Linked DNA regions of Mus musculus: all the other regions are linked to region 2. Evidence: chromatin contacts called from public promoter capture Hi-C data. All regions are on one chromosome and are shown on one strand. The core of a region is the stretch at or near the end of the contact, and the rest is flanking DNA. Distances in the headings are between cores, read along the strand shown. Region 1 holds the start of Esyt1 (extended synaptotagmin-like protein 1). Region 2 holds the start of 1700012D01Rik (RIKEN cDNA 1700012D01 gene). Region 3 holds the start of Erbb3 (erb-b2 receptor tyrosine kinase 3). Region 4 holds the start of Smarcc2 (SWI/SNF related, matrix associated, actin dependent regulator of chromatin, subfamily c, member 2).

Evidence for each region. Promoter capture Hi-C pulls out the DNA fragments that hold promoters and counts their contacts. Capture Hi-C pulls out chosen DNA fragments and counts their contacts.
Region 1: a contact with region 2 is called in a promoter capture Hi-C map of adipose tissue, with 2.6 times the contacts expected there. The contact joins the promoter of Esyt1 here to the promoter of 1700012D01Rik in region 2. A contact is called at or near these places in 4 of 39 promoter capture datasets (hippocampal neurons, liver, pre-B cells and 1 more), 2 of 115 datasets of contacts at active chromatin or transcription factors (embryonic stem cells and pancreatic cancer cells) and 2 of 9 other capture datasets (adipose tissue and liver).
Region 3: a promoter capture Hi-C map of pre-B cells shows a contact between it and region 2, with 5 times the contacts expected there. The contact joins the promoter of Erbb3 here to the promoter of 1700012D01Rik in region 2. A contact is called at or near these places in 2 of 39 promoter capture datasets (liver and pre-B cells), 3 of 484 Hi-C or Micro-C datasets (all in embryonic stem cells) and 1 of 115 datasets of contacts at active chromatin or transcription factors (embryonic stem cells).
Region 4: a contact with region 2 is called in a promoter capture Hi-C map of the SN4741 cell line, with 4 times the contacts expected there. The contact joins the promoter of Smarcc2 here to the promoter of 1700012D01Rik in region 2. A contact is called at or near these places in 7 of 39 promoter capture datasets (the 3T3-L1 cell line, the C10 cell line, the SN4741 cell line and 2 more), 4 of 115 datasets of contacts at active chromatin or transcription factors (bone marrow-derived macrophages, cardiomyocytes, embryonic forebrain and 1 more) and 2 of 9 other capture datasets (adipose tissue and liver).

What each region holds. Positions count from the first base shown.
Region 1 is chr10:128,522,144-128,528,237 of GRCm38.p6, reverse strand. Esyt1 (extended synaptotagmin-like protein 1) reads left to right here and starts at 2,379. Exons shown (of 31, transcript NM_011843.2): 1 at 2,379-2,774; 2 at 5,123-5,164; 3 at 5,683-5,817; 4 at 5,916-5,989. The coding sequence starts at 2,415.
Region 2 is chr10:127,663,038-127,669,894 of GRCm38.p6, reverse strand. It overlaps 1700012D01Rik (RIKEN cDNA 1700012D01 gene), which reads right to left and starts at 2,772. Exons shown (of 2, transcript NR_045171.1): 1 at 2,512-2,772; 2 at 1,044-1,477. It overlaps Nab2 (Ngfi-A binding protein 2), which reads left to right and starts at 3,192. Exons shown (of 7, transcript NM_008668.2): 1 at 3,192-3,519; 2 at 4,757-5,630; 3 at 6,022-6,155; 4 at 6,494-6,545; 5 at 6,631-6,763. The coding sequence starts at 3,437.
Region 3 is chr10:128,585,924-128,591,975 of GRCm38.p6, reverse strand. It overlaps Erbb3 (erb-b2 receptor tyrosine kinase 3), which reads left to right and starts at 2,341. Exons shown (of 28, transcript NM_010153.2): 1 at 2,341-2,556; 2 at 5,685-5,836. The coding sequence starts at 2,475.
Region 4 is chr10:128,457,194-128,463,581 of GRCm38.p6, reverse strand. Smarcc2 (SWI/SNF related, matrix associated, actin dependent regulator of chromatin, subfamily c, member 2) reads right to left here and starts at 4,267. Exons shown (of 29, transcript NM_001372395.1): 1 at 4,145-4,267; 2 at 2,111-2,230; 3 at 516-601. The coding sequence starts at 4,255. It overlaps n-TScga2 (a tRNA gene), which reads left to right and starts at 5,037; the gene lies at 5,037-5,118. It overlaps Mir8105 (microRNA 8105), which reads right to left and starts at 4,902; the gene lies at 4,814-4,902.

The DNA.
Region 1 (6,094 bases), core at 1,130-3,629, 860 kb before region 2:
ATGGTGGCTCACAACCATCTGTAATGGGATCTGATGCATTCTTTTGGTGTGTGTCTGAAGACAACTACAGTGTACTCGTATGAATAATAATAAATAATATTTTTAAAAGCTGTGTGTATCACAGGGAACATGGGTGGATCAGAGGACAACCTGACAACTCTCAGGAGTTGGCTTTCCACTTCCACCATGTATGTCTGGGGCATTGAACTTAGGTCTTCAGGCTTGGTGGCAAGTGCCTTCACCCACTGAGCCATTTCTATAGCTCTCCACTTAATCTTCTATTATAATTTTTTTGTAAGATAGATTTATTTATTTGTTTGTTTGTTTAATGTATGTGAGTACACTGTCACTGTCTTCAGACATAGAAGAAGAGGGCATCGGATCCCATTACAGGTGGTTGTGAGCCACCATGTGGTTGCTGGAAATTGAACTCAGGACCTTCGGAAGAGCAGTCAGTGCTCTTAACCACTGAAGCATCTCTCCAGCCCCACTTAATCTTTTGAGAGAGAGAGAGAGAGAGAGAGAGAGAGACAGAGAGACAGAGAGACAGAGAGAGACAGAGAGAGAGACAGAGAGAGAGAAAGAGAGAGAGTGTGTGTCTTGCTAGCAGTGAGCTACCATATCTGGATTTTACAGACGGGATGGCAGAGATCTAAACTCAGGTCACTAAGCTTGTGGAGCAAAGGCCTTTTGCTTGTGGTTGCTGGGGAATGAATTTAGGTCGTCATGCTTGGGCTATATAAACAGAGCTGTCTTCCTAGCCTGTTCCTTCCTCCTCCCCTCCTTTCTGTATCCCCCAACCCCTGCCTCCTTTTGTTTTGTTTTATTTTGTTTCTGCTATTTATCTCAGGCTGCCTTAGCCTCCAAAATGCTGGGATTACAGCTATGTACCATCCCGTCTGTCAGAATTCTTCATTTTAGTGTCCTAGATGTTCCCAAGGGTGCTGGCTAGTTTTATATCAACTTGACATAGTCTAGGGTCGTCTGAGAGGAAGGAACGTTGATTGAGACGAAGCCTCCATAAGATCTGTAGGCAAACCTCTATGTAGAACATTTCCTTAATTGATAGGGAAGGGCCCAGCCCATGGTTGGCGGGGGCCATCCCTGGGCTGCTGGTCCTAGGTTCTATAAGAAAGCCGGGGGCTGGTGAGATGGCTCAGTGGGTAAGAGCACCCGACTGCTCTTCCGAAGGTCCGGAGTTCAAATCCCAGCAACCACATGGTGGCTCACAACCATCCGTAACAAGATCTGACTCCCTCTTCTGGGGTGTCTGAAGACAGCTACAGTGTACTTACATATAATAAATAAATCTTAAAGAAAGAAAGAAAGAAAGAAAGAAAGAAAGAAAGCCGGTTTAGCAAGCCAGTGAGCAGCACCCCGTCCCCCGCCCCCCATGGCCTCTGCATCAGCTCTTGCCTCCAGGTTCCAGCCCGGTTTCAGTTCCTGCCTGGACTCCCTTCAATGATGGACTATGATATGGAAGTGTAAGTCAAACAGACCTTTTCCTCCCCGACCTGATTTTGGTCAGCATCAGGAAACTATTGCAAAATGTAATAATTACTGCTGCCGTTGAACACCGCCCCTCCCTGACTATAATCTTAATCGGCCCTCTATGATAGAGATGACTAACTCTGGATTCTAAAAAGAAACAAAATCTCACTTATCTACCGATCTCCTCCCCTCACCCCACTTCTTCAAGACTGGAGTATTAGAACTCTAATGTTCATCACGCCCCAGCTGTCGCTGACTTGTTCCTTTTCACGGACAAGATAGGGGGACTGAGGACAGCACAGACAGGGCCGCTAGACAGGGTCGGTCATCCTAGACTTTCGTTCTAAATCGGTCTAATTTCCCTAACGTTTCGCAAGGGCAGCCAGTAAAAACTCAAAGAATATTCTTAGAGGCAAAAACGAACGTTCTCTGAGTATCAAACGCTGGGAAAGTTGACAAAGAATATTTAAGATTCAGACCAAACCCTGCCAAACCATTTGAACGTGTGGAGAGATACACCCTCAACTCTAGCTCACTCTGAACTCAGTAATTAGAGTAGCGGCTCTGCATGACGTAACTCCACAGGCGCTCCAATCCCACGTGGGAGGAGCAGCTGCTCCCGCCTCTTAAGTGGGACGCTACGCCCCGTTCTCTCCGTGACCAGTCAAATACTGTCTTTTGGTTTCTTTCCCCCCCTTTTCCCGCCATCCAACCCTCCCATCTTGACCCTCTGGTCCAATCACGGAGGCCCTGCCATCCCAAGTCCTCTCTAGCTTCCCAAGTCTACGCGGCGCTGCCCCAACAGGCAGGGGCGGGGCGGGGCTTGAGGTCCCGGGGGGAGCACCATATATTACTGGGGGGGAGCTGGACCAGACACTGAGCTGCCTGCAGCTGCTCGGGCGGGCACTCCCAGAAGCTGCCCCATGGAGCACTCCCCTGAAGAGGGCGCCAGCCCCGAGCCGTCAGGGCAGCCCCCTGCCACGGACTCCACGCGGGACGGGGGCTCCGGGGTCCCACCTGCCGGCCCAGGTGCGGCGAGCGAGGCCCTGGCGGTGCTGACTTCCTTCGGGCGCCGCTTGTTGGTGCTGGTGCCGGTGTACCTGGCAGGGGCAGCGGGTCTTAGCGTAGGTTTCGTGCTTTTCGGCCTCGCCCTGTACTTGGGCTGGCGCCGGGTCCGCGATGGGAAAGAACGGAGCCTGAGGGCAGCGAGGCAGCTGCTGGATGACGAGGAGCGGATCACCGCAGAGACGCTTTATATGAGCCACCGGGAACTACCTGCCTGGGTGAGTTACCACTTCAGCCCTTGGTGCAGTATAGCTCTTCCTAGCCCCTCAACTTGGGGCTCTCCCACCCTACAAAGTCAGCTCCCCCACCTAGGACAGCGGGCCCCCAGACTTTGCATCGTCCCGTTAGCGCTTGTGTGCTGGGACGCACCACTCCTGGACGCGGCCACCCACTCTCCCCGCCCACCCTTGCCGCAGAGCGGATCCTTCCACGGAATCGGGACTTCTTCCTCCGTCTCCTCGGACTACAGCAGTACATCTGAGCTGCCGCTCCCAGCCAAGCGTGTAGAATGCTCGCTCCTCCTGACTTCTGGTGCCACTCGCGCCTTTGCCGCGCTGCCTCTGGGGATCCCTCCACCCCCCACCCCGCGATGGCTCAGAGGTTCCCCCGCCTTTGCTAGCGCTTTCAAGGCTTTTTATCTACTTCAGGGCATTAGGGTTTTCCGTTTCCTGCCTTGTCTCTAGGTACCCGCTGAGACCCAGCCCTGCAAGCATTGTTCCGCTGAGTCCCAGCACCTGGAAATGACCTATCGCGGTCGCCTTCCAGCCTCAAGCCAGCCGGGCTGCTGGGCTAAGGGAGGAGGAGGTTCTGGGAAGAGGGTAGTGCGGCAGCTGTAGTTCCCGCTGCTCCTTTTTACTCGTACCCAGGGCGGCCCCACCCTTTTCCGGACTGTGAGCAGCCTTCGCTCGCTCGTTTGCTCAGCCGACCCAGGCCCTCATTACTATACCCTGTCTCCTGGGCTGAAAAGATGCCTCCCTCTGACCTTGCTAAGCTGAGCGGGTTACCAACCCCTTTGGGGTACCCTCCCTACTCTTCTCACTTAGAGGTGACAGGTAGAGAGAGGCAGACACCAGTCACACTTGCCATTCCCTGGAGAGAAAAGAAGAAGAAACGGTTTCATGTGCCCTAAGTAGCAACTGTTATTGCTACTCTTTATCCTTGGAATTAACCCAACACCTCCCTACCTCCGTGTACAGCACAGGTGTCCTTTCCCACTCAGGAAGAAAGAGAAAGGAGCTAGGGAGGAAAGGAATGAGGGAGAGAGTGCGGAGGCTTGCGCAGGCACTAGCGCACCAGCGCACCAGGCCTAAGACTTCCTGCCAGTCTCTAGGTTATCAGGGTTTGGTTTCTTCTTCACCTTCTTATACTGGAGCCCACGCCCGGTCCCAGGGGAGCAGGGAAGGCTGGACAAAGGAACTAGGACTTCTTCATCCCAGGATTCCCCGGAGTTCTGATTTGACAGGATCTCCTCCTGAAAGAATGTACCCTTCTCTTCAAGACTCCTCCCCCTCCCCCTCCTTGGCCCCAGAAGCTGCCATTTCGCATCTCTGAGCTAGCTGAAGCATCTCTATGTGGCCCCACATCCTACCCACTCCCCTTATTAAAGAAGCCTCAGTGTCCCCAAGTTCTAAGGAAAGAATTCTCCCACCCCCGGGATTGTATGCTTGGATCTGTGTTGAAACTTTTTTCTTACTGGGCGTGGTGACACGCCTTTAATCCTAGCACTTGGGAGGCAGAAGCAGGTGGATTTTTGTGAACTGGAGGACATCTTGGTCTTTATAGTGAGTTCCTGGTCAGCCAGGGCTACATATTGAAACCCTATCTACAAACAAACAGAAAAACAACTTTTTTCCCCCTTTGTTTAACTCATAGTCTCATATAGCCCAGACTGGTTTTGAACTCCCTGCCCTCTTGCATTTACCTTCCAAGTGTTGGCAATATATGTTCGTGTCCCCGTAGCCAGCTAAAACTGTCTCTTAATAAACTCAAACTTTCTTTAAAAAAAAAAGGGGGGGGGGTGTAGAGAGATGGCTCAGTGGTTAAAAGCAATGACTACTCTTCCAGAGGACCTGGGTTCAATTCCTAGCACCCACATGGCAACTCACATTGCCTGTAACTCTAGAATCAAGGGATCTGACACCTTCATACAGACATACATGTAGGCAAGACACCAATGCATATAAGTCATTAAAACAAAAAAAGCGTGCATGTGGGGGAGAGGTAGAAAGATGGATCGCTGGTTAAGGGCACTCACTGACTCTACTCTTCCGGAGGTCCTGGGTTCAGCACCCTCATGGCAGCTCACACTGCGAGATCCAAGGGATCTGATACTTTCACACAGACATACATGCAAGCAAAACACCGATGTACATAAAATAAGTCGTCAGAACAACAACAACAACAACAAAATGTGGTGGGGGAGAGGGAGGGAAGAAACCTTGCCACCCAAGCCCTGGGTGTGAGGAGTCCCTGCCAGATGGACATGCTGCATCCCATGAGCCTCTTAGGAAGTGTGGATGTCAAGTGTGCTCATCACTGCCTCTGCCTTCTGTCTCTTCTCCGCCAGGTCAGCTTCCCAGATGTGGAAAAGGCCGAATGGCTGAACAAGGTGAGGACTGCCTCAGCTTTGATTTTTTTTTTCCCTGGGTGGGGTTTATTCCTCTTTCGATGCCTTTCCACACCTCCGTTTCAGCTAGAGCATGGTCCCCTGAGCTGCCCATGGGGTGAGCCGAAAGGACCGTATCTCCATGTTCAGCTCTGGACACTGAGCCCAGGGCAGCCTCAACTGATCTTCCCACTGTAGCATCGGGCCTCAGAAAGCAGCTGTAGGCTGTCATGCCCAGATAGAACTTGCCTTTAGACCTGTGGCTCTCGGCTTCATGATTCTGGGACCCTTTAATATAGTTCCTCATGTTGTGGTGACCCCAGCCATAAAATTATTTTCACTGCTATTTCATAACTGTAAATTTTCTATTGTAATGTAAATATCTGTTTTCCGGTGGTCTTAGATGACCCCTGTTAATGGGCCGTTTGACCCCCCTGAGGGTCACCACCCACAGGTTGAGAACCACTGCTTTGGAGGACCCTGGGCCTCTCCTCTGACAGTGTTCTTTCCTTTCCTCCCAGATCGTGGCTCAGGTGTGGCCCTTCCTAGGCCAGTATATGGAGAAGCTTCTGGCGGAGACAGTGGCCCCAGCTGTCCGGGGAGCTAACCCTCATCTGCAGACATTCACATTCACACGTGTGGAGCTGGGTGAAAAGGTACTTGTGGGAGGAAGTGGATAGGGGGTGGTGGGACACCCCAAGGGCTGAGTACACTTTTCCCCTCCTACCTCTCCTGAGCTCACCTCTCTCTTTAGCCATTACGAATCATTGGCGTCAAAGTTCACCCTAGTCAGAGGAAAGATCAGATTCTGTTGGACTTGAATGTCAGGTAACTTCCCGCTGCCCTGCTCCCCTGCCAGGGTCCTGGTCACCCCTGAGTACTCAGCTCCCCCTACTCTCCCCAGGCCTATAGTGCTCACTCCTTTATTCTCTT
Region 2 (6,857 bases), core at 1,523-4,022:
GATGGTGGGTCAGCAGCTAAAGGAGAAGCTGCTTTTTTTGCAGAGGTCTGAATTCAGTTTCCAGCGCACACACAGCAGCTCACAATAATCTGCAACTCTAGTTCCAGACGACCCAACACCTTTTCTGACCTCAGTGAGCACACACACACACACACAGTCACACATAAAAGTTATTTTTAAGCGGTGGGGTAGGCTGAAGAGATGGCCCAGAGGTTAAGAGCACCCATCGCTCCTGCAGAGGACCTAGGTTTAGTTCCTAGCACCCATGCACAGGTTCGTGGGCACCCGCAGTCCTGCACACACACCCAAGAACACATATACATTAAAAAGTGTTATTTAAAAGACATAGAAAACAGCATCACCCATAAAGAGTAGGAGGAATTAATTCTGACAGGGAGGTGGGGGTGGGGGTCCAGAAGGGAACACAGTCTGAGAAAGGTGAGGTCCAGCCAAGCCTTGCTGAGTGAGTCTCTTTTTGACAGCGTGGGGGGTGGGGAGTGAGCAGAGCAATCTGCTAGATGAAATTCTCCACGTGCCTGGGAAGACAGTCCTGGCAGGCAGTATGCTCGCTCCTCGCCCACCCACTTTCTCCCCTCTCTTCAGTCTCCGCCACCCTTTTCCTTAACTACAACTGGAGATACCGTTTCCCTTCCTAGAACAGACGTGGACAATAAAGGGAATCTTAAACTTTGGTTAAATGACATCACTTGGCTGTGTTCTACCTTTGAGGTTAGGGGGGGGCGCAAGGGGGAGAGCAGGAGAGGAAGGTAAATTCGGGCACTGGGAAAAATGGAGCCTGACAGAAAATGAAATTAAAAAAAAAATGTTCCCACTCCCCTTTTGTCAACCCCCAACACACACCTGTCTGTGCGAAAACACACACACACACACACACACACACACACACACACACACACACACACCCTTTGCCAAAGGCTGGAAATTCCTTGTTCTCAACGGAAGAGAGTAGGCGGGTGTGTGGGGGTGGTAGCCGTGGGAGGAAAGCGAAGAACAGACTTCTCAGCTGCTCTGGCTGCGGGCTGCGGGGGCGCTCTGGGCCTCTGCTGGGGCCTGACAAGTCAATGCTGCTTTTTTGTATTTTTTTTCCCCTAATGTATGTATTTTAAAATACACACACAAGGACTCGGATACAATCCACAGACACAGATACACAGTAGATATAAAGAAACAAACACATAAACTCAAAATGCTGTCAATAGTCTTCGATCTGACTAGCTACAATTAACAATTTCCACACAGGCGCTCTACTTAAATCTCATGGCAAGTCTTGAGGAACAAAGCTACAAATGATACTCCGTAGTTTCACTCTCACACTCAGGTTCTCATCGGGACCCATTCTGACCCACAAAGGGACCCGGGCAAGTGTCTCAGCGAAATCTATCTTCTCTCCTTCCCTCCTGGTCCCAAACACGGGAGCCAAGGCCTCAGATTCGGCGTCTCTCCATCGTCTTCTTTCCTGGACCAGGACCAGGCACACAGTAAGTTCCGGCTCCCCGGCTTCACGCCCCAAGCTTCCCCACCCCCTACCGCGGCACTAGCTGCCCTCCCTCTCTCCAGACCCCAGGACTTAGCGCCACCCTAAAGGGACCTGTGGGAGGGAGGGGGGCGCCCGGAGCAAAGGCAGTGTGGGCGAAGGATGTGCGTCACGGGGAGCGTGGGCAGGGGGGAGGGCGGGGGCACGAGGAAACCCGGGGCCAGCGGCTGGCAGCCCAGACTCCAAAATAACCGGACGGGGGAGTGGGGGAGGGGCGCCGCACACATTGAAGGAAAGGCCGTCTAGTCGCGCCCTCCTTAGTAGCAAAGGGTCGGGAGAAGGACCCTGCACCTTCCTACAATCCCTAGTATGTTTGGAAGACAAAAACCTGAGCTATTGAAATCGTTCCTCCTAAAGTACCCATCCCTCTTCGGGAAACCAAGAGATCCCCCTCCTCGTCAGTCTGGAATGAATCTGGAATGTAGAACCCGCCCCGACCCACACCACCCACGCCCTGCTGGGGCAAGCCACTCACAAGTGCTGAGCAGAGGGGCGGAGCCGAGGTTTCAAACTAGAGGGACGTTTCCTCTGGCCAGTCGGCCACGCTTTCCACCCCCACCCTCCCTTTCCCCAAAGGCCTACACAACCCCCGCGTGCCCAATACCCCCCCCCCAACCCTCCTAGCCGTGGGCGTGTAATGGGAACCAGATGGGACTAGAAGAAACCGAGGGGGTTGGGCTCCTTGAAGGCGGTCCTCCACGGTGGACAGTCACGTAGACTACTCTTAGCCTTTTGCTCAGCTTCCACTTCACTGTCCAGAGAGGTTCAATAACTCATGACCTCAGAGAAGGTACCTGCCTTTTCCTGGCTTTGCTATCTAGTCGTCCAAGCAGTAAGGCCTGGCCATCAGAAAAGAGGGTGCCACGAAAACATGGTAAACCCATCCGGGCTCTACCTAGCAACCCCGACGTGCCTAACCAACGCTCAAGTAAATAGTAGATTCTAGTATAACTTACGACCAAGGTTTGAGAGCCGCCTCTTCATATTACAACCTTTAGGCCAGAGAACGGTGTTAAGATACCGAAGGGATTCCTGCGCAGCCCCGCGCTAACAGGTTTACCCTAAGGATACATCCTAGGGGAGCCGAGCAGGAGGAACAGCACACCCCGACCCTTCGCTAACTTTTCCCCCATCACTTCTAACATTCAAACTAACGGCTCGGCGCGGCCAGAGTGCGGCCAACGGGCGTCCGCGTCGTTGTTTGGACGCGTGTGCACGTACGTGCGCGTGTCTTTGTATACTTGTGCGTGGTTGTGAAACTGCGCTCTCGGCTCACAGGAGTAGGAGTGGTGCAGGGAGTAGGAATGTAGCCGGCGGGGCGCTCACGTGGGTACGTGGGCGCAGAGAGGGCCGGCTGTGCATCCGGCGTGGGCGGCAAGGAGCGACCTGCCCCGCCCGTTGGGTCCCCAAGCTCCCCCTTCCACAGCTCGGCCTCGGTCACCTCGGTCCCCAACTCAGCGCCCGATTCCTGAGTCCCCGCTCCGCCTCCACACCTCCCCCCCCCCCCCTTCCCCCAAGTCTCCTCCTCTCAGTCTCCACAGCAGCCTCTCCAAGGCTCAGGCCTGGGCTCCCACCCACCGCCTCCGGTCCCAGCCCCCGGTTCTGCCCACGCCCTCCTCCCGCCAGCCCGGCAGCCAGCGCAGCGCCGGGCCTCGCTCCCTGTGCGTCCTGCGGGGGAGGAGGCGCGGAGAGGCGGCAAGCGCAGCCGGGGAGGTGGGGGCAGAGGCACAGACAGAGGCGCGGAGGCTCCGAGAGAGAAGACGTGGAGGGAGGGACGGAGCCTGGACAGCGGTGGACCCGGGCCGCGCGCGCCAGGCAAAGAGCAGCGCGCAGCAGGCGCCGGGCACCGAGAGGGGAGGCACTGGTGATCTCTGGCCGTCCATGCACAGAGCTCCCTCTCCCACAGCGGAACAGCCACCTGGCAGAGGGGATAACACACGCCGGACCCCGCAACCCAGATTCAAGTTAGTGGGCAAAAGGAGGTGGCAGGGAGTGGAGATGGGTGGAGTTGGACTCCGGAATGGGGTCTAAAGGGTGGAGGTCGAAAAGAGGACGTGGGGAAGCGGGACGGAGGTGGGAGGTGGAGACTGATGGAAAAGGGGGTGAGTATTCGAAATAGGGGATCCTGGAAGCAAACAAAGACCCGATGAACCTGGATACGATAGAGTACTGCCTCGTTTTCCACTCCAGGTTTACTCAGTGGGCATAACCTGGCACATGAGCCCCCTGCAAAGAATGTCCCCCCAGCCAGGGGAAGCTCCAGAGCTTGATCTGTCAACAGTGTGAGGGGTGGCGGCTCTTAGCTGTCTCAGTGTGTCATTAGCAGGCATCCGGGAGAAGGTGGTTCCTTTGAGTTAAGCATCTGCGGGCCTGAAGGGGGTGTGCTTCAGGCCTCCCTTGTCCGTGAAATGACCATTCACAGGGTGAGGAGGGGTGCAGCCCCTTCCTCAAGAGACCTTCAACCTCTCCCGCACTCCCTTGTCGAAGATAAGGGTGGAAAACAAGCGAGAGGAGAGTAGGCGGGAGCCCCCAGGCGGTTTTCGCCCACAGACGCTGCTACTGTGGGAGTGTGTGGGAAGAAGGGCCCCAGAGCAGAACAATCAAGGCTTCCCTCCCCCTTTCCCAGAAGAGAGGGGCCTGCTGAATAGTAGGAAGGATCAATCAAAGGAGAGGGGGTAACTGAAGGGAACTGGGCAGCCTTTGGAAAGTTGGGACAGAGTCTAGGAAGGGTGCTTTAATCCTTGGAAGCGAAGAACAGGAGCAAGGGTCTACCAGGTTCCCTAAATGCCAAGGAAGAGGCCACACCCCTCCCTCTCAGCTACCTGGCCAAGGAGTACAGCTGCCAGCAATAGCTCTTAGTATTCTAAGTTAACTTTAATATGGGATGTTACATTAAGTAATGTTGAGGCTGCTGAGTATTTAGGGGGAAGAGGTAAGGACTTAGTTGGGAGGGAAGTGGGTCCAGCCATTTCAGGGAAGTTATGAAAAGTCTCAGGGCTCAAGATGGTGCTGCCCAGACCAGAAAGATCAAAGTAAAAGACGAGGTAAGCGTTTTTCCTGATAGCTTAGGTCGGGCAACCGGCCTTCTGTGCTCCTGGGGATCGGAGGGCACTGTCCAGGAAAGAGGGCAGTTGTTAGTGTGGGTTGGTACCCCAGCAGGGCACTCATACTCACTGCCTCTCTCCTGCCCTTTCTCCTCAGGGCAAGTGCCCCAGCCATGGCACTGCCTCGGACACTGGGTGAGCTACAGCTGTATCGGGTCCTGCAACGCGCCAACCTCCTCTCTTACTACGAGACCTTCATCCAGCAGGGAGGAGATGATGTACAGCAGCTGTGTGAGGCTGGCGAGGAGGAGTTCCTGGAAATCATGGCACTCGTGGGCATGGCCACCAAACCACTCCATGTCCGACGTCTACAGAAGGCTCTGAGAGAATGGGCCACCAATCCAGGGCTCTTCAGCCAACCAGTGCCTGCTGTGCCCGTCTCCAGCATCCCACTTTTCAAGATCTCTGAGACAGCTGGTACCCGGAAAGGGAGCATGAGCAATGGGCACGGCAGCCCAGGAGAAAAGGCGGGCAGTGCTCGAAGCTTTAGCCCCAAGAGTCCCCTCGAACTTGGAGAGAAGTTGTCGCCACTCCCTGGAGGACCTGGGGCAGGGGATCCCCGGATCTGGCCAGGCCAGAGCACTCCAGAATCTGATGTTGGAGCAGGGGGAGAAGAGGAGGCCGGGTCTCCCCCTTTCTCCCCACCTGCAGGGGGAGGAGTCTCTGAAGGGCCTGGGGTTGGGGGGGTGGCAGCTGGTGGTGCAGGGGGTGGTCCAGACCGCCTGGAACCAGAGATGGTGCGAATGGTGGTGGAGAGTGTGGAGAGGATCTTCCGGAGTTTCCCCAGGGGTGACACTGGAGAGATCGCATCCCTGTTGAAGCTGAATAAGAAGCTGGCGCGGAGCGTGGGGCACATCTTTGAGATGGACGATCATGACGCCCAGAAGGAAGAGGAGATCCGGAAGTACAGCGTCATCTACGGCCGCCTGGACTCCAAAAGGCGGGAGGGCAAACAGCTTAGCTTGCATGAGGTGAGGACCCCGGGTCCTCAAGGCTGCCCTTCACTCCTGGGGCTCAGTTCACTTGCCTCTGAGACTTCTTCCGTCTTCCACCTCTGTATGACTGTCCCCACGACCACCCAAGCTCCTTCCCCACACTCACACATACCCAACCCCTGCTGCTGCTTTACGTTCTTGTCACCCAAAGGGAAGCTGAGATAATAGCAGTGAGCCCCGCACTGCTCACATCCTAGGTGCAGGAGGCCCTGATAGGGACAATATCCCCACCCCTGTCTTTAAGTACAGGCAGTTCCTGGGTATTATTTAAAGCAGACAGTCTTTGGATGGACCTCCCAGTGGTGGTAAAGGGGAAAAAAAACAGTAGGAAAGTCAAGGACTCACATTGGCTGTCCTCTTGCCACAGCTGACCATCAACGAGGCTGCTGCCCAGTTCTGCATGAGGGACAACACTCTTTTACTGCGAAGGGTAGAACTCTTCTCACTGTCCCGACAAGTAGCCCGAGAGAGCACCTATCTTTCTTCCTTGAAGGGATCCAGGTGAGACCCCCTCCCCCCTCTTCCCCAGGGCCATTTGGTTGGAATCCTGCCAAGGACTTGGCTCTCCCCACTTGTGGCTCAGGCGGCTCTAGGCCTGCTTCCCACCCACCTGCATGTCTTCACCTTGCCAACTCAACTTAAACTTGTCTGAAGCTTGCTCTCTGTTCCCAACCCCCCCGCCCCCCATAATGATTGGACTTCCAACTCCTGTCCAACCAGCTTCTTCCTGCAGTTTTAAGTACTGCATGTTTCCTGGCCGGATTGTGCACCCCGTGGGTTGTGGAGTTGTGGGGCCCTTCCTAATTCCACTCATTTTTTTTTCTCCGTTTTTTTTGCAGGCTTCACTCTGAAGAATTGGGAGGCCCACCACTGAAGAAACTGAAACAAGAGGTAGAGTTTGGGGGGCAGGGAACGGCAGCCTGCCCCAACCACTGCCTTGGTGAGTCCTTATTTTCCAAATTTTGGGCATCCACAGGTTGGAGAACAGAGTCACAATGAAATCCAGCAGCCTCCTCCAGGCCCTGAGTCCTATGCACCCCCATACCGCCCCAGCCTAGAGGAGGACAGCGCCAGTCTGTCTGGGGAGAGCCTGGATGGCCACTTGCAGGGTGAGTGTGCATTAGAGCACCTTTCTCTGCTTTGGGAGGCGGTGGAAGTGGGGCGGGTGGATTGCAGGAATGAGCCAGGTGTCAACTGCCTGGA
Region 3 (6,052 bases), core at 1,092-3,591, 920 kb before region 2:
TGTGCCTATAGCTAAGCAATGTTTGAATATTGAGTTACGTCATAGCACGGAAAGGAGTTTGAATCTGGCCAAAGCTCCAGTCTTTGTATACTATCTTAAGAAATCCTGGGTCACATTCTGAGCCCATCCCCTTCAGTCACCAGGTAGAGAGACTTGGAGAAAATTCACCTTTCCCTCCCTCCCTTTCTTCTTTTTTTTTTTAAGATTTATTTATTTAATGTATATGAGCACACTGTAGCTGTACAGATGGTTGTGAGTCATCATGTGGTTGCTGGGAATTGAACTCAGGATCGCTGCTCGCTCTTGCCCTGCTCTCTCCGGGACCCACCTTTCCGTTACTGAAGAGATAAGGTGATATCCTTAGCCTACATCCTTTTGTGGGTTTGGGTCTGGGTACCAGAGACGGAAGTTGCAGGCTCAGGAATACTAGGCAAACACCCGCCTTACTTCCAGGCTTCTATTTTGAGACAGTGTTTCCCTAAGTTTTTCAGGATGATAAGTTGTTAAAAGTGCTGATCTCCTGCCTCAGCTTACCTCCATTAATTGCTTTTACTAGTGAAACTGTTACATAGGAGGTCCACAAAGGCCAAGAGTGGATAAACACATCCATACATTAGCAAGTTTTTTGTTTGTTTGTTTGTTTGTTTGTTTGTTTTCGAGACAGGGTTTCTCTGTGTAGCCCTGGCTGTCCTGGAACTCACTTTGTAGACCAGGCTGGCCTCAAACTCAGAAATCTGCCTGCCTCTGCCTCCTGAATGCTGGGATTAAAGGCGTGTGCCACCATGCTCGGCTCATTAGCAAGTTTAAAGAATCATTGCAAGAGGGTGAGGTATGGGGGAACCTGAAAAGATGACTCAGTGTTTAAGAGCACTTGTTCTTCCAAAGAACCAGGGTTAGACCCACATGGCAGCCCACAATAATTTGTAACTCCAGTTACGAGGAATTCAACGACTTCTTCTGGCCTCTACAGATACCTAAATGGGTTTGCAGAGAAAGCCTGTTGACTTGAGTTCCATCTCACAACCCCGGTAAAAGTGGAAAGCGATAATCGACTCCCCCAAAGTTGTCTTCCAGCTTCCATACGCATATCATAGCGCGAACGATCATACACACAGGAATGATAACAAATTTTTTTAAAAATTGTAGCAGGAGAGCCGGATATGGTGGCGCACATCTGTACTTGGGAGGTGGAAGCCAACAGTCTCAGCCATATAATATATTCGAGGCCAGCCTGAGCTATATGAACTATATGAGACCTTGTCTCAAAACCAAAAAATAAACAAAAGAGAAGAAAGGAGTGTAGCTGATAGCCTTAGCCTAGGGGGAGGGGACCATAAATTCTCAGGGCAAAATCTTGGAATGCCAATGTAAGGGATGCGAAATGTAAGGAGTTGGGCACCAGGGGGCGCCAGTCGGACCCGTCCGGGACGAAGCAACCCAGGGTCCCGGGGGTCATGTGCGGTGACTTCCCCGCGCCCCTCTTCGCTGTCGCCTCCGGGGTGAGCGTTGCTGTGCCCTTTGGGGTCCGCGGAGGAGAGGCGGGAACCGCGGCCGTCCGGACGGCGCGGTCGGTCCCTCAGAGACAGCTGTTCTCTCGGGAGGCCGTGGGGGGCAGCAGAGGGGACGGCGACAGGTGCGGGAGCCCCTCCCCGGGCAGAAGTGGGAAGGCGGACTCCGGGGTCTGTTCCCAGGCTGGAAACCGCCCCCGCCCCCCAGGCAAATCCCCCCGAGAGGCCGAGCCGGCGCCGGGTCTGCAGGAGGAAGCGGCCGGAGACAGTGCGATTTCACGCAGCCTCCGGGGCTCGGGTTCCCGAGCTGGGTACATGAGTTACGGGGCTTTGCGTCCCGGGGAAACTGAGGTGGCATGAACGCTAGGCTGAAAAACAACCTCCCACTCGAAAAAATAGAAATACTCACACTCCGAAAGAAAAAAAAAATCCCTCAAGTGATCCAACCGGCTAGGGGAGTTGAGTGATTTGGTTAATGGGCGAGGCCAGCTTTCTGGGGGCTGGGCTTCGGAGCGCTCTCCCTACGCGCATTCACTACCTTTCCCCCGCCTGGGGACGTTTGGAATCTTGATCTCCTCTTAACCATCTCCGGGGGAAATTGCTGGAGTGAGACCCCTCCTTGACCCTCTTGGCCAAGCTGTGGGCTGGCGGGGCACGCTTGGGCGGGTGTCTCGGGCTACAACCATCAGGACTCCAGCCTCGCACGGGAGGGGGCGCGGCCGTGACTCACCCCTTTCCCCCTTCACTCCCTCCCTCCCTCCCTTCCTCCCTCCCTCCCAGACAGACACCCTCCCCTGCCGTCCCGCTCCGGACTCCGACTACGGCTCCGGTTGCAGTTTGCAACCTCCGCTGCCGCCGCGGCCACCTAATCGCTGGCTGTTCAGGTGGCTGTCGCCTGGATGTCCTCCTAATCTTGGGGGCCCCGGGCCAGACTCGGCTGGGCTCCCTTCACCCTCCACTGTAATCATGAGTGCGATTGGGACTCTGCAGGTGCTGGGTTTCCTTCTCAGCCTGGCCCGGGGTTCCGAGATGGGCAACTCTCAGGCAGGTAAGCCGCGCGGGAGCCCCAGCAGGCTGGAAGCTGGGGGCGCAATCTGAGCGCTCGCAGACCCTGGGCAAGGAGTTTGGGTTCTGACGCTTTGAACTGGGGGGTGCGGTACAGGGTCTGCTCGGACCACCAAGGAGGGGACCGTGTGCCTCAGTTCTTGGAGTGGGCTGGTCAGGGACTGCATTCCTGTATGCCTACCCTTATTCCCAGGGCGTCGCCGACCCTCTAATTGGTTTTATTCTGATCTGGTTGGTGCCGAACAGTAGTTCACACTTGAGAGTCTTGGGAGGAGGGTGGGCAGGGACCCTTCTGTAAACGTAAGGAGCCTTGGCTTGAAAGGGTCTCCGTTTGCTCTCAGGTTCCCTGGCCCCCACCCCATTCCAGGTTTCAACAACCCCCAGTTTCGTTGTTTTGCCGACAGGGCGGGGCTATGCAAGGGTTTGAAGTTGTTGTTTTCTAATGTTGGAAAAACAAGAATGGCACCTCCTCTTCCGTGAGTGGGGCTGTCCTGAGAAGGCTGAGATTAACCTGAGGGCCAAGTCCAGGTGACATCAGTGAGAGGTCTCACAGAGGCTGACTGCCTGCTTTCCCATAAGATAAACCGGTCCCCAACTTAACCAACTTCTCTTTATCAAGACCCAGGTTAATTCAGTGAACATGTTGGGCATCTATTACATACTATACTATTTCCAGGTTATATACCCTAAGCTGGAGCTCTGGAAGAAAGGACAATCAGACCTCTTTCTCTCTCCAATCTAAGGCCACCTCTCCCACCTTCTGAACATTCTACTCTGTGAACTGGCTCCTAGACCCAACTTCTGCCCTTCCCCCATTCAATGCCATCTGAGCCTGTTCCGTGTCTCTGGGACTATGGACACTTGAAGAGCACTAGAATTGGTATCATTAGAGTCCTGTTGATCTTTCCCCTTTCCCAGATCCCCAGATCTCAGTTTGGGGTTGGCACATTCATTGCCCCTTCCCCAGAGTGGGAGTGGGAGAAACCACCTGTGCTTCCCCCACAGTTGCTGGGCCTAAATTTAGCCCCTGGGATCTTGAGATGTGAACACTCCCAGCTGGTGGAGGGGGTGGTCTGGAGACTGAAGTGGGAGGGGCCAGGGGAGTGACTGGATCACTGTCCCATCTGACTGTGCCCCCACCAACCAGGAACCCAAGAGTCCAAGATTCCCACCACCCTCCTCAAGAGGCAGGGAGCAGGCATGTTTAGTTCTCTATCCTTTATCTCCATCCTGAGCCTCTGGGCATCCGGCCCTGTCTCAAGCCTTGTATAGCCCCTTTGTCCCCTTGTGTGTGTGGCTGGGGCTTCTGAGGGCTGGAGGTTCTTGGTCTGCGCAGTCAATGCTCTCCACAGAGAAAGGTTCTGACTTTGAGCCTTTGCTCCTCTGTGAGTGTGGTCCACCCCACACCCACCCGCAGTTCTCGCTGCTTCCTGTGCGCCCCAAGTTGCCTGGTTCCTCCTGGGTAGTTGTTTATACTCCCGTCCTACCCAGGCCCTTTGCCCCTGTTTGTGAAATGTGGACTTTACCCTAAGGGTGGCAGGTAACCGAGACAGACCTGTAGGGCCTTGCAAAGCACAAGACACAAAGTGTGCAAGGCATTGTGGGCAGGTGGGATGGACTGGACACTTGTAAAACTTCCCAACTCGGGGCCCCAGGGGCAAACAATATATATTTCTGCACCAGAGTAACTGTGTACGTGTTTGTGTGCCAGCATGCACGCACAGGTACACATCATTTCCCTATGCAGATATCTTAGCTCCTCCCCTATCTGAGGAGAAGGGTTGGCACCTTAACTTGGAAGAGGGGTGTCCTGCCAGGAAGGGGACAGGGGTGGGGCACTTCCAGAAATGACTAACCTTCCCAGGCGTTTATTTCACCCCAAGGACCCTGGAGCTCCCAGATTTCTCTAGGAGAGTCTAGCTTGTTTATGCCTCCTTGCTGGAACTGGCCCACTCCTTCCATCATATGAAGAAAGGATAAGGAAGAGGATCTAGAAGAAGGGGTCAGACCAGACATAGATCTAACAGGAGAAGCTGAGGCCTCTGACTCGCTCTCTGCCTCCTGCCCCGCCTCAGGGAAGGGTGGTTAGAACAGGTGGTTGGTGGTGTACCCCTTACCCCCACCCTCCCCACGTGCTCTTACTGCGCCAGAGGAAAGATACTTAGAGCTCCAGGGAGGAAAGTGAAAGCCCAAGAACTGAAATGTACTGTACTGGCCTCTCTTTTGGGCTCTCTCCCCTGGAGTGTCTATTGGGGAGCACTGCCATGTTAGCAGTCTCTTTAAAGAATCCTTCTGGCAGTGAAATTGGGAAGAAGGCTTGGGAGTGGAGGCTCTGTTCTGCTTCTCTCCAGACCTCTCTGTTTGGTGAAAAGCACTTCGGGACTGCACAGGGATGCCTGCTGCCGGGGGAGCTGGAGCATGCTGGCTTAGGGGAAGGGAGTGAGAAGGGAAACCAGAGTTTAGGAGAGGGGAGGCCACCAGTTCCTTATCATCCAGCTTTAAAGACAAAGCTCCCATTGACCCCACCTCCCCACCCCACTACCAGGGTTTCTCCCTCCAGTGAGGTCACTTTTCTGAGGCCAAAGCTCCAGGGTGAGAGGGGGGTGCTGCTAAGGATGGGGTGTCTGAGGCAGGGTGGGGCAGCCCCCTCCTCCTGGATAGAATTGCTTCATTGTGGGCTGAACTGTGGCCCCAGGCACTGCCCCCACCCTCTGCCCCCATCCCACCCTCTGTAGACACAATAGGGGCTGTGTGCTAGCCCCAAAGAGATGTTTATTCCAGGGCCTAGAGAGAGGCAGGATGGGGGCAGAGAAGTAAGTGCCTCCGTTGAGGAGGAGAGGGTAAATGTTCCCTGCCTAAAGAGTGTCCTTTCCAGGGAGAGGGAAAGTCCAGCATGTCTTCCCTCTGTATTAACCCCTCAGTGCCAAATCAGTGCCCAAAGGAGGCACAGTGGACACTCCAGCGTGGAAAAGTTCACATTTCACCTTTCCAAACTGTGAGAAGCAAGGAGGCTCTTGGAGGCTGCGTGGGCAGGTTTAACTGTGGGCAACCGAGAGGCACTCATGGAAGGGACATCTAGCTTACCTATCTGTCTCGCCTCCACTTTCACAGTATGTCCTGGGACTCTAAACGGGCTGAGTGTGACCGGCGATGCTGACAACCAGTACCAGACACTGTACAAACTCTATGAGAAGTGTGAGGTGGTCATGGGTAACCTGGAGATTGTGCTTACGGGACACAATGCTGATCTTTCCTTCCTGCAAGTGAGTGTCCCCGCTTGGTCCCTCCTACACTTTCCATAGAGAAGGCTTTTCCTTTCTGGGGACCATCTTTTGCTGCAGTTGGCATTCCTAAGACTTAGTAGTTCTTAAGGCTCAAACCTAGGGAAACAGTGACTGTAATGGGGGTGGGGGTGGGGATGGGTGTCCTGGTCCTGTAACCAGGGTTATGTGAAAGCCGGCCACCAGAAAGGGACAGGG
Region 4 (6,388 bases), core at 3,018-5,517, 790 kb before region 2:
TTTTATTTTATATGTTTGGGTCTTTTGCCTGCTTGTATATCTGTGTGCCATGTGTGTGCAGTGTGCCTATAGAGGCCAGAAAAGGTCATGGGATTCCCTGAGAGTGGGGTCACAGAAGGGTGTGAGTCATGTGGTTGCTGGGAATGGGACCGAGTTCTCTGGAAGAGCAGCAGGGTTCTTAGCCACTGAGCCATCTTTCTAGCCCCAAAGGTATATAACTTCCTAGTGGGAAATTAGGAGGTATTCTTGTAACAAATTTCACTCAAATCACAGGGAACCCAGTTGTTCTGGTCTCAAATGCGTGAGTCACTCCACGCTTAGTCCAAAAGAATAAGAACTCATTCCCAATTCATTCATGCTTGGAGACTACTTTGGCCATGACATCTATTCTTCTGATCTATAAGAGACACACAGAATTTCTACATTGTTCTTTCACTTCAGAGGGACCCCAGGAAATAAGAGAAAGTTCTTTCTTAACTAAATATGAAAGGCAGAGAGAGAAAAGGCATTCTCACCATCCCTGGTCACTCTTGAATTTGTAGGCAGCTGCAAGAATATGGCAGAGGGATCCTCCTGCTTTGAAATCTAGGAAACATTTGATCTACAAAATTGAGACAGGGAAGAAGTATGTGAAAGTTACATTGTACATACATACATACATACATACACACACACACAAGACTATAAAGGCAAGTTTATGCAAATCTAAATTCCAGTGCCTCCTTTTAAGGAATTACATTTACTTACCTATTTATTTAGAATTTCTATCTCTCTGTATGTATGTGTATGTGTTCTATGTATGTGTTTTATGTATGTCATATGTGTATGTATGTGTTCTATGTATGTCGTGTGTGTTCTATGTATGTATGTATGTGTGTATGTATGTGTTCTATGTATGTCATGTGTGAGTATGTATAGTATGTGTGTATGTATATGTGTGTATGTATGTTATATGTATGGATATGTATGTGTATATATGTGTGTGTGTGTAATATATATGTTATGTGTGTATGTGTACACTAATGGACATCACAGGCTGTCGGTTCTCTCCTTCCACCCATGTGAGTAGTTCTAGGTACTTTATCCACTGGGCTACCCCTTCCTTTGTGTTACTAAAGACAGAATTCAGGGCCTCTCACAGTTTAGACAAGTGCTCTGTTAGGACTATACCTCCAGGATCCCTTTTCTTAAATTTGTTGTTGTTGTTAAGTTTCCTAGGCTGGCTTGAATCAGTAATCTTCCTGAACCAGGCTTCTAAGTAGTGGACACTCCAGGTGTATCACCATATCTGACCTAAAGCCTCACTTTTTTTTTTTTTTTTAACTTTTTAGGGCTTCTTTCTTCCTTCCTTTCTTCCTTTCTTTCTTTCTTTTTTATTGTTGATGTTGTTTTTCGAGACAGGGTTTCTCTGTGTAGCCCTGGCTGTCCTGGAGCTCACTTTGTAGGCCAGGCTGGCCTCGAACTCAGAAATCTGCCTGCCTCTGCCTCCCGAGTGCTGGGATTAAAGGCATGCACCACCACACCCGGTTTAGGATTTATTTCTTCTGCATGTGTGAGTGCTTTTCCTGCATGCCCATGATGCTCAGAAGGCATCAGATGCCCTGGAACGGAAGCTAGGGATGTTTGTAAGCTGCTATGTGGGTACTAGGAATTGAACCTAGGTCCTCTGTGAGTGCTCTTAGCCACTGAGCTATCTCTTCAGCCCCCAAGAACAACCATGAAAGAGAGAGAGAAACACTGCAGGACTAAACCTGACATTCTCAGATTACTACGGGTTGTGAAGTTTTTCTAAAATAACAGGAATGATCAACTGGGGGCTAGGTCAAGCTGTAATGCTCTGACTATTGATGGACAAGGAAAAAAAAAAAACTCCCCAAAATTTGAAATTTGAAAAAGATGAGTTTTGCTTTTCTTTTTCGACATGGTACTACACACACACTGTCTTTGAATTGCTATATAGATCAGTCTGGTCTCCAACTTTTGATTCGCCAGTCTCAATCTCCCTAATTCTGGATTACAGGCACGTAGAAAAAAAATTTTTTTAAAGAGCAAAACAAACGAAAAACCTCTTCCCAGTTCGGAGGATTTGTCCCCCTCCCCTTGAACTCACCGGCAGTTTAGTAAGCGGTGCGTTGCTGACATGTTTGCCAAAAACCTCTTCCTGAAACTGGAGCAACTGCACCACCAGGCTGGACAGAGACTTGTTGGTTGGCGGTTCTGCTTGTATGTACTTGGGAAGGAGGGAAGGGAAGAAAAACAGATTCCAGATAAATTCTCTACCACCACCCACGTCTCTCCGTGAGTTCCTGGAAGCACCTGGAACAGACAGAATTGCGCCTTCCCCTCCACAGGTCTAGTTTATATATAGAGGGCTTCAGGAGGGACTGGACCCTATTGCCACCAGCCCAGGTGACCGGGACTGAGGACTGGCAGCGAGTGACGCTTTATACTCTTCCTTGGCTGTACCCTGACGTTGGAATGGCAGGACACCGCTATCTCGGCACCTCACCTCCAACCAACTGTAAAAATTCTGAAGGTTGATGGAGCTCAAGGGAAACAAAAACCCCTTTGAGTCTCTAAGTGATACAACAATGTATTTCTTGGGGGAAACATGATAAAGACTAGGCTTCCGTCCATAATGGTGTGTTAAGAGAGCAAGGGAGTGAGGCAGGACATGCTCACTTAAAAACTAAAGCCTGCACATTTTGCTTCTACTGAAGCCAGGCATGGTTGGCATTGTAGGGTCTCCTCTCTAGCAAGGATCTCAGACCACCCACCCAGCTTGATAAATAAGTAGTAAGACAACCGCCGGGAATCCGTGAACTCAAACACTTCCGTACCATACCTACCTTGCTACCTGGGATCCTACCTTTCTGTTCTGTTCACTGAGCCAGGAAGCTACTTTCTCTTTACCTTTTGACCCTTATTTCCTCTACCCTAATTAGAGTCAGCACCTCTCGGTGGGAGGTATAAAGAGATCCGTGAAGGGAGAAGTAAATGACAAAGAGTTAAGCACTTGAAAGCTGAAGCAGGTCACAGCTGTCAAAGCCTTCGGGGCTTCACACCAAGACCCTAGACCGATCTCCCTTTAAAAGGTCAAAGGCAGAAAACTGGGAACCAGAGCCTCACGCTGAGGGTGCACACAAGTCACAGACCCAACAGCTGTTTGTCAAGAGTCTGACACCCAACAGAGAGACCCCAAATGGTTTCAGGGCTAAACTCAAACCAGAATTAGTGGAGCTTTCTGAAGCTGTCCACTGTACTCTGACAGGCTGGCTGCAAGGCTGGAGTAGCAAGAGTTGGGGGCTGTAAAACAAAGCAAGGGAAAAGAACCCTTAGCCGGGGTTGGTGAGGAAGCAGCCCATATCGAAGACAAAAAAGAAAAACGAAAAAAAGCCCAGACACCATGAAGACACAAGAATAAAAATTGGTTAAAAAAAAAAAAAAAGATAGATAGGGCTTCTTGAACCCTTTTGTTCCCCATCCTTATTTCCAGTTACAGGGTGGGGGTGGGGACTAGCGATATGAAGCTTATCCGAGCCTCTGGACCTCAAACCCAAAGCAATGCCAGGCTGGCTGGCTTGCAGAGGACTTCATTATGAAAGGAGGGTTGGAGGGGCTGCTGCCCTAGACTGCCATGTCCTGTCCCCTGAGAGGTTTGCAGCCCTTTAGAAGGAGACTAGGGTAACCCTGGGAGACAGGTGATTTCCCCAGGTAGAGACGCTTTTCAACGGCCTGCTCCGCGCCCGTCTACCCTCCTGCTCTGCCATCTGTCTCAGGACGTACACAAAGCACCACCGGGGAGGCCTGGGCCGCTCTGGCGTCTGGCTCGGCGCGGGGCTCCGGCGGGGGCCCCGCGGCTCGCACACCGGAGGGGAGGAGGCGCGCGGCGGCACCGGTCAGCCTGGAGGGCGAGGGCTGCCGGGCCCGGGCCGCCGCCCGGAGCCGCCGCCGCCCCCGCCAACGCCGCTGCGCTGCACCGGGGCAGAGGGCACGGTGGGGGAGGGGTGGGGGAGGGGCGCGGGCGGGCGGGCGGGAGGCGCGGGGAGGCCTCGGGGAGGGGCGCGGCGGCCGCCGCAGGGTGGGCCGGCCCCGGGAGCGGCGGCCAGGGGCCCTTTGTCCCCGCGCGGCGCTGCCCGCGTACCTTCTTGTAGTTCTTGCCGAGCCAGAGCCGCACGTTGTCGAACTGGGTCACGGTGTCCGCGGCCTCGTAGTACTTCACGTTGGGGCCGCCGTCCTTCTTCCGCACCGCCATCTTCTCGGGCTCGGGCCCCGCCGCCGCCCGCCCCGCTCAGCTCAGCTCCCGCCTCCTCCTCCGCCCGCCTCCCGCCGCCTCCCGCCGCCACGACCGCCGCCTCCCGCCGCCTGGGCCCCGGCCGGCGGAGCGCCCCCTGCCGGCGGCCCTGCGTAGCGGTGGCGGGCGAGCCCGAGCGCGCTCGGCGGACACCCCGGCAGCAGCGGCGGTGGGAGGCGGGCGAGCCCGAGCGCGCTCGGCGGACTTCCCCGCAGCGGCAGCCCGGCTGCTTCCCCGGGTCTCGCAGGACGCGGCTGTAGGACAGCGGAGCCCTCCCCGACTTGGTCTCGCAGCGGCAGTGGGGCTTACTGTTCCACTCCACGGGGAAGCCGGGAGCCCCGGGTCTGCAGCTCCGCCCCGTAACCCCGAGTGGCCCCCGGCACGTACGTTCCCGTGGAACTCTTTCGCTCCAATAAGTTCCTTCCAACCATTCCTGTTTCAACCCACGAGTGTCCCTGACGCTCCTCGTCCCGGTGCACCCAGCACCCCTGGTGCTACCCGGGGGGGTCAGGTGAGGGGTCTCCTCCCTCTGATCTTCGGGTCTCGCCAGTCGCCTCCGCTTTAGGAGTCGGCTGGCGAGCCCCGATTCTTCGACCCAGGTTCAAGCATTGTGGCGCGAAGGTGCGAGGGAGGGAGCGGCTCTGGGTACGAGCCTCGGGCCGCGACCCTGCACCGGTCCGCTCGCACCCAGTCACCCGTGCGGACCCTTTCTGTAAGCGCGCGGCCAACCATAGTTTTGGGAGTCACGGTGGCCGAGTGGTTAAGGCGTTGGACTCGAAATCCAATGGGGTTTCCCCGCACAGGTTCGAATCCTGTTCGTGACGGCAGTTTTTCGTATTTTTTTTCCCCCCTCCTATTAACCAGTAGTTGAGTGGTTGAAAGTGAAAAGGCAGCACTACTCCTTTAGGTTAGACCAGGGTGACATACAAACCAAATTGGGCATCGCTGTATTCGCTGTTAGGATACCAGGCACTTTGAGATATTTTTGAGAATTCTGTAACATTTCATAACAATGAAGAGTAGTCGTTTTGTTTGGGAAAGCTAGTCAAACCTAAGATTTCTAAACAGGGCATCTTTGGAGTTTGTGACCAAAAGTGGAGCCTTGAAGTCTGGTGACTGGAGACACAGAAACAAGCGTTTCTCATTTGGATTTTTCTTTTTAATTTAGACAGGGACTCATGTGCACAGGCTGCCCTTGAACTTGCCTTGCAGCCAAGAATGACTTTAAATTTCTGATCCTCCTGCCTCTACCTCTCAAGTACTAGGAGTTACAGGTGTGCCTGAGCATGCCAGGATCCTTTGCGGCTCGGAACTGAATCCAGGGGTTCAATTTGTTCGATAGGTAAGCATTCTGTTTCGCTACATTCCCTAGCCCTCATTTGAGTTTTCCTGAGATAACCTCAGGTATCACGGGACTAGGAGGAGGCCTACGTTGAGGATTTGTTGGGCACCAGAGGCTGGTTAAAATCTGTGTATATTAACCAAGCAAGGGAATTCCTTTCTCAGGCTCTAACCCTCTCATGTTACCCAGTTCTTTTTATATTTCATTTCTTGCATAGCAAAACCTTCTCCAGGAAAGGATCTCTGAGAATTCATGGAGCTCCTGGTTTTGGTTTTTGGTTTGTTTTTGGGTTTTGTTTTTTGTTTTGGTTGGTTGGTTTTTTGTTTTGTTTTGTTTTTTGAGACAGGGTTTCTCTGTATAGCTCTGGCCGTCCTGGAACTCACTTTGGAGACCAGGCTGGCCTCGAACTCAGAAATCCGCCGGCCTCTGCCTCCCAAGTGCTGGGATTAAAGGCATGCACCACCACCACCCGGCTCTGGTTTTGGTTTTGGTTTTGGTTTATTTTTACCTTATTTCCCACCTTCATATGACTGCTTATGGCTTCTTGAGAGTCCTTCCTACCCTCTGTGCAGCCACCATCACTAAGGAATCCTCTGCATTCCCCAAGCTATTCCTCTTTAAGGTGCTTGATCACTGTCACGCCAGCTGGAACCTGTCACCCTTCCATGACCATTCAGTGAGTTTCCTGCAAGGAGTCCTCTTGTTTGTCTGCTGTCTTAGTTAGGGTTTCACTGCTGTGAACATCCACTGTG